2 separate regions of the Capra hircus genome follow, and region 2 is linked to region 1. The links are chromatin contacts, called in public Hi-C maps. All regions are on one chromosome and are shown on one strand. Each heading gives the region's core, a stretch centred on a gene start, on an enhancer-like site or on the middle of the called end of the contact. The rest is flanking DNA. Distances are from core to core; before and after follow the strand shown. Region 1 has its middle 62 kb from the start of PTPN20. Region 2 holds the start of GDF2 (growth/differentiation factor 2).

Evidence for each region. A called contact is a pair of places that touch in the nucleus more often than the background predicts.
Region 2: a Hi-C map of liver shows a contact between it and region 1, with 4 times the contacts expected there. The contact joins the promoter of GDF2 here to the enhancer-like site in region 1. A contact is called at or near these places in 2 of 5 Hi-C or Micro-C datasets (blood and liver).

Annotation. Positions count from the first base shown.
Region 1 is chr28:3,268,432-3,271,131 of ARS1.2, reverse strand. No RefSeq gene overlaps it. Among named protein-coding and RNA genes, the nearest start is that of PTPN20, 62 kb to the right of the region's middle. Within about 2 kb of position 1,396, at least 1 of the 5 cell types and tissues checked has an H3K27ac peak or open chromatin away from gene starts, as enhancers often do.
Region 2 is chr28:3,480,904-3,483,603 of ARS1.2, reverse strand. It overlaps GDF2 (growth/differentiation factor 2), which reads right to left and starts at 1,396. Exons shown (of 2, transcript XM_005699334.3): 1 at 924-1,396. The coding sequence starts at 1,269.

The DNA.
Region 1 (2,700 bases), core at 147-2,646:
CCTTGACCCCCTGACAAGGCCCATCCAAAGCAGAGGCAGGAGCCCCACTGTGGCTCACGGCTCAGACGCAGACTGCCCAGACTGCTGGGATGCTGGGGCAGGGCGCAGGCTGCAGAGGCAGGCAGGGGCCAGAGGGCCTGGGCCTTCGGGGCCTGGAGAGACGCGCTAAGGCACCCCCACTTTAGATTCTAAGTGGCAAGCAGCCCCGGGAACAGAGGTGCTGCAAGTGCAGAAAGGCCTCTTTCCTGCTGCGTGGGGACCATTCCTTGTGGGAACACGGAGCATGGCTTCAGAGCAGGTTCCCACTGAAGCTCTCGTGAGTGGAACTGGGCAGCTGAAGCCTGAGAGACGTGATCCTAGAGGGATCACCAACTAGGGAAACGTCCCCCCGTTCAGGCAGAGCGGTGGGGAAGAGAGGGAAGGGATGGCAGTGTTTCAGTCAGAAAGCCAGGCATAGCTGGACTAACACTGTCGGGGGTGCGCAGGCAGAGGGCCGTCCGGGTATCCAGTATGAGCCTCTGTGACAGGCCCTGGGGACACAGAAGTGGGAAAGGAAGGGTGGCAGCGGCAGCTTCCTTGCAGCCAGGCCGAGGATGAGGAAAAGGGATGCTGAGCCTGGGTGGACAGGGCCAGGGGAACAGAGACCCTCACATGGAGGCCTGAGCCCCCAGAGCAGCACGTGATCTTCTGTTGGCCGAGGGAGCCTGGGTGGCCCCCTCCCCGCCCTTCCTATGCTGTCCCTTCCTGGGGTAAGGTGGCTTCGTCATCAGGTCTCTCGCAGGAGTTAGCCGGGCAGCGTGCCCTGCACACCTGGCTCAGAGGTGGGTGCAGATCAGGTGTCCCCTCCCCCTCCCCCAGTGGTGCTTGCTCAGGCCCGGGCTGGGTCTTGGTCACCTCCCCATCCAGCCACCTTTGGTCATCTCAGGCAACTGAGGGGAAGCCTGGATTCCCTGACTAGGGGACTCCAGAGTCTTCAGAAACGCAGAGGGATCAGCCTGCCTCTCCCCCTGCCCCAGCCCCCCCCCCAAACTCCCCAAAAGCTCCTTCCCAGCTCCATGGCCTCTGAGCCCAGTCTGCCCATGTCCCACTGGAAAGGGTCCTGCCTGGCTAGACTCAGGACTTCAGAACTGTGTCAGGGGCTCGAAGGGCAGCCCACATGGCAGGAACTAGCAGCTGCAGGAACAAGCTGGGCAACCCCAGGCCATGCCCATGGCTTCTTCCCCTTCAAGAAAGAGGCCATCAATGTCCGCTCATTCTGCTCTGGGCTCCCAAGCCCTACAGTCACCCCCACCCCAGCAGACAGAGGACGAGCAAAGCCCTGATTACACAAGCCCCTCCACCATCTGGCCTCAGTCTTCTCTTGGTCCGCGACCCCTGATGCACCCACAACTTCCCTGCCCTGCCCCCAGCACAGCCCCCTCCACTGAGCCCAGGGCAGGACCAAGGTGGGCCCATAGCAAGGAATGAAGGCACTCCAGGTTTCCTTCTCCTCCCGGCTGTGTGGCCCTGGGCGGTTGCTGAACCTCTAAACCTCAGTGTCCTCACTGGACAGGTTATTTGTGAAGATCCAAGTCAGTATTGCATGAAAAGTGCTTTCACGGTGCAAATGAAGGCTTCCTTCCTCCCAGAAATTAACAAGTGCAGCGCTGGGAAGTGGAATGTTAAGCCCATCCTCAAATAGAATTCGGGTGGGTCTGGTGGCAGCAATTTCCAGATGAGGCTCATGTGTTGGCCACAGACTTCTGCCTGGGAGCGCAGCTGGGAGCGCAGATCTGACGCGCAGCAGTCAGGGCTCGCCCGGCGCCGGGGCTGACCTGCGGCTGCGCGGGCAAACAGCGCCACCTACTGGATGTAGCTGACGCCGCGAATCAGTGCGCAGTTTTACGGGGTGGGCGTCCTGTTGCGCCCTCCTATCCCACCTCTCTCACGCGTGACAGGCACACATACACCACAGCGAACACTTACCACAGCCCTTACCCACACCTGCACCCACACACAGATGTTTCCCAGCCTCCCCGCTGCTGGGTCTCGCCTTGGGCCTGGCCATCAGCAGCTGTAAAACAATGCTTCCTTTTTCTGTCCCAAAACTGATTCTGGGACTTGTGGGGACAGCCAAACTGTCTGAAAGGGAAATGGGGTGAGGTCACACTCGCTACGGGCCTGGCGCTGCCAGGCTTCAGGCCGTGACGTAGGTGTCACCATCGCACAGAAAGGACGACCTGCCCAAGCCCACCCGTCCAGGGAGGGGCTCCAAACCCCAGGCCCTGAGCGGATGCCCGCTCCTCTGAGATCCACAAACTACTGCATTTTGTAGAATGTTGCTACGGAGCCTGTAACTTCCTTCTGAAATTAATATTTTTATTTGTGCTTGGCCCAGCATTCTATTTTTGGTCCCAAGATGATTTTCTAAGTGACAACAGAACCCCAGTTCTCAATGCCCATTGCTAACCCTACCTTGTGCTCAGCCTCCTCCTGACAATGGGGTGTGAGTGTGAGTGTGTACATGTACATGTATGTGGTTTGGTAAGAGTGTGTGTGTGTGTGTGTGTGTGTGTGGTTTGTGTACCTCTGAATGTGTGTACATATGTGTACATGCAGTATTGTGATAAGTGTGTGGTATGAGTGTGTGGAGGGTGGGGTGGGGTTTGTGGCACAAAGGCTGCAGTCAGAGATGGGTGGGGTCAAATTGGCCTTGGGTAT
Region 2 (2,700 bases), core at 147-2,646, 210 kb before region 1:
AGTCAGACATGAGTGAGCAGCTAAGCACAGCACAGGGGCCATTGGGAAATACAGCTTTGCCAGGCGCGCAGCATGACCACAGCATCTTTGAGCTAGGGCATATGGCTAGGAGTCTGCAGGCCTCAAGCTCAGGAGGGAAGAAGTCCTGTGTGCCTGGTTGGTTAGAGGCTGCAACTGCGGAAAAAGCCTGAGCTGTGCAAACAGATGGGACTGGGTCAGAATCCAGCTGCTTAACTAACATGTGAACCAGGCAAGTTCCCTCAGGGTCTGCAAGCCTTGGCTCACTGCTCACAAGATCATGTCACCTACGTGGTGTGAATTAGAGGACATAAGCCCTAAGTTGACATTCGTTATCTTCTAGTCCTACTAAATCAGGGAAATTATTTTATACTTAGAAAATAATTACCTTGTCTTCCAGCGTTTCTCAGAGGAATTTATCTGAATTTTAAACACCTTTTGATGAGTGAGAAATGCAGTCTTTCAGTGTTTAAAAAGACGCCTGTTAGTCAGAGGCTAAATAAGTTGTCTGTGTCTAAGTAGGAAGGAGACAGGATGGGAAGGGAGGGGAAGAGAAGGGATGGAAGAAAGCGAGCAGGCATTCCTTCAGCACCTACTGTGTTAATGTGGTGCTGGGCCCAGAGAGGAAGAATTTTCTAGAGCAGAGACGTCTGGTAGAACGTTATGCAATGATGGAATTGTTCTATAGTCTCCATTTCCTATAGGGTAGCTAGGCGTGATTGCTGAGCACTTGCCCCCAAGCTACTGAAACTAACTAAATTATTAACTTTATTGCATTTAAATTAACCTAAATTGAAACGAAGAGTCCCGTGTCTCAAGTGGCCGCCATATCGGGCAGCGCGGCCTTGAACCCACCACTGAGTCCCCCTGCCCCCGCCCGGGGCGCCCCATGGAGCCGACTCTACCTTCCACGCTGAAGCTGCGCACAATGTTTGAGGCAGGGGTGGACGTCTTGTCGGTGGTGTATCTGTTGTATAGATCGATCATGTACTGCGGTGGCTCGGCTCGTGTTCTGTCCTGAGAAGGGACCCCACTCAGGTTGAGGTTGCGCAGAAAATCCACCTTCATGTTCTCCAGGAACATCCTCAGGTCGAAGGTGACCCCCTCCTGCTCACCGCCGGGCCCCCCTAGCAGGCGGTGGGCATCTCCCCCAGTGGACGGCCGCCCCCGGTTCCCCAGTGGCTTCCCTAGGGCGGAGCAGGCCAGCAGGGAGAGCACAGGCAGAGCCATCCGGAGCGCCCCACGGCCCATCTTGGGAGGCTCTCGCCCTGGTCTGGAGACTGCGGCGGCCGCGGTGTGTTAGCGGGTGCCGGGAGGAGGCCGGAAGGAGCCGGCCTGCATTGTCCTGCCCACAGCTCTGTACGGCGCACCCGGGCCAGTTCACAGGCTCTCACCCTTCTGCTGTCCCCGAAGTGCCCTCCACTTGTTCTTATCTGGCCCTCGATGCTGTTCAGGCCTCTTATCTAAGGGGGCTCTCTGTTAATGAAGGCTCTGTAAACATCTGAGAAACACACAGGGCTAGTGGGAAGGACACGGACTGCTGCAAAGAATCCGAGTTTCTCCTTGGGGTTATCGCCCCCTAATTAGGATGGATCCTCTCTCATTTCCTTGTCAGCTCTCAGAAGAATCTTGAGGCAGGGTGACATATGCTCCATCTCCTGGGCCACCGAAGCAAAGAATCCAGGAAAGAAAGAAGACCCAAAAGTCCTCCAAAAATGGAAGCGACAGCACAAGACTCCCAGAAGCCCCTGGGCTGGCCGCTGGGGTGGGGATGGGGGGTTGGTGAGAAGCCTGGTTCCTGTGGAACTGGAGTGTGCACCTGTGGCTCAAGTACTCGGTGCCTCGATTTCCCATTTGTCAAGTGAATTCCTGAGTCTTACATGTTGTGGGTAAAGGTGGCACATATAATTTAGTGAGGTGGTAGAGACTTTGGAGTCAGACCAGATGTGGGTTCAAATCCCAGCTCGCTCAGCTGTTCTTGCATGCATGACCTGGAGCAAGTCGTTTCACCTTTCTGGGCCTCCACTTCAGAAGAGGGCAGTGAGGACTTAAGGTAGTAAGTGCTGACCATCATGGCAGTCACCGCAAGCCCCAGTCGGCTGGGTGGTTGCTTTCTGGCTACAGCTTCTCTACCCTGGGTCTGACTGAATGGGAGCTTGGGAGGAATCCCCAGAGGCCCTGCACCTGCCTGGCCTGCTCTCTAGAAATATCACCTACACAGCAAGGCCTCCTGGCCCTGGCACCCAAGTACAGCTCTGTCAGTGGTCTGGGGGTGATGGTGAGGTCTTGATTCATCCGGGTGGTTGCCTGGGCCACACTTGTCAGGAGAACCATGTAATCTGGGAGGCAATGGAGCAGGGAAGCACTGAGTCCAGGGCATGTCCAGGAGACGTTTCCCCTACCTGAAGAAGCTGAGAAACCGTGGCCCAGTTGAGCCCTGCTAGGCTTCAGGGTCTGTGTTATTTTAAGAATGGCAGCCCCACACTTAGATCTGTCCATTTCCATTGCATGTGGGTTTGACCATAGCAAAGAATAAGCATAAAATATTCTGGGAGTCTACTGTGAGGAGGATTTAAATGTGAGGTTTTTCCAAGCTGGTGAGGCTTCTGGGGGTGAGGGGTGCAGTGAGCTAAGCAGATTCAGGAAGATGAACAAGGGGCCAGGGCAGGCAGGGTCAGAGAT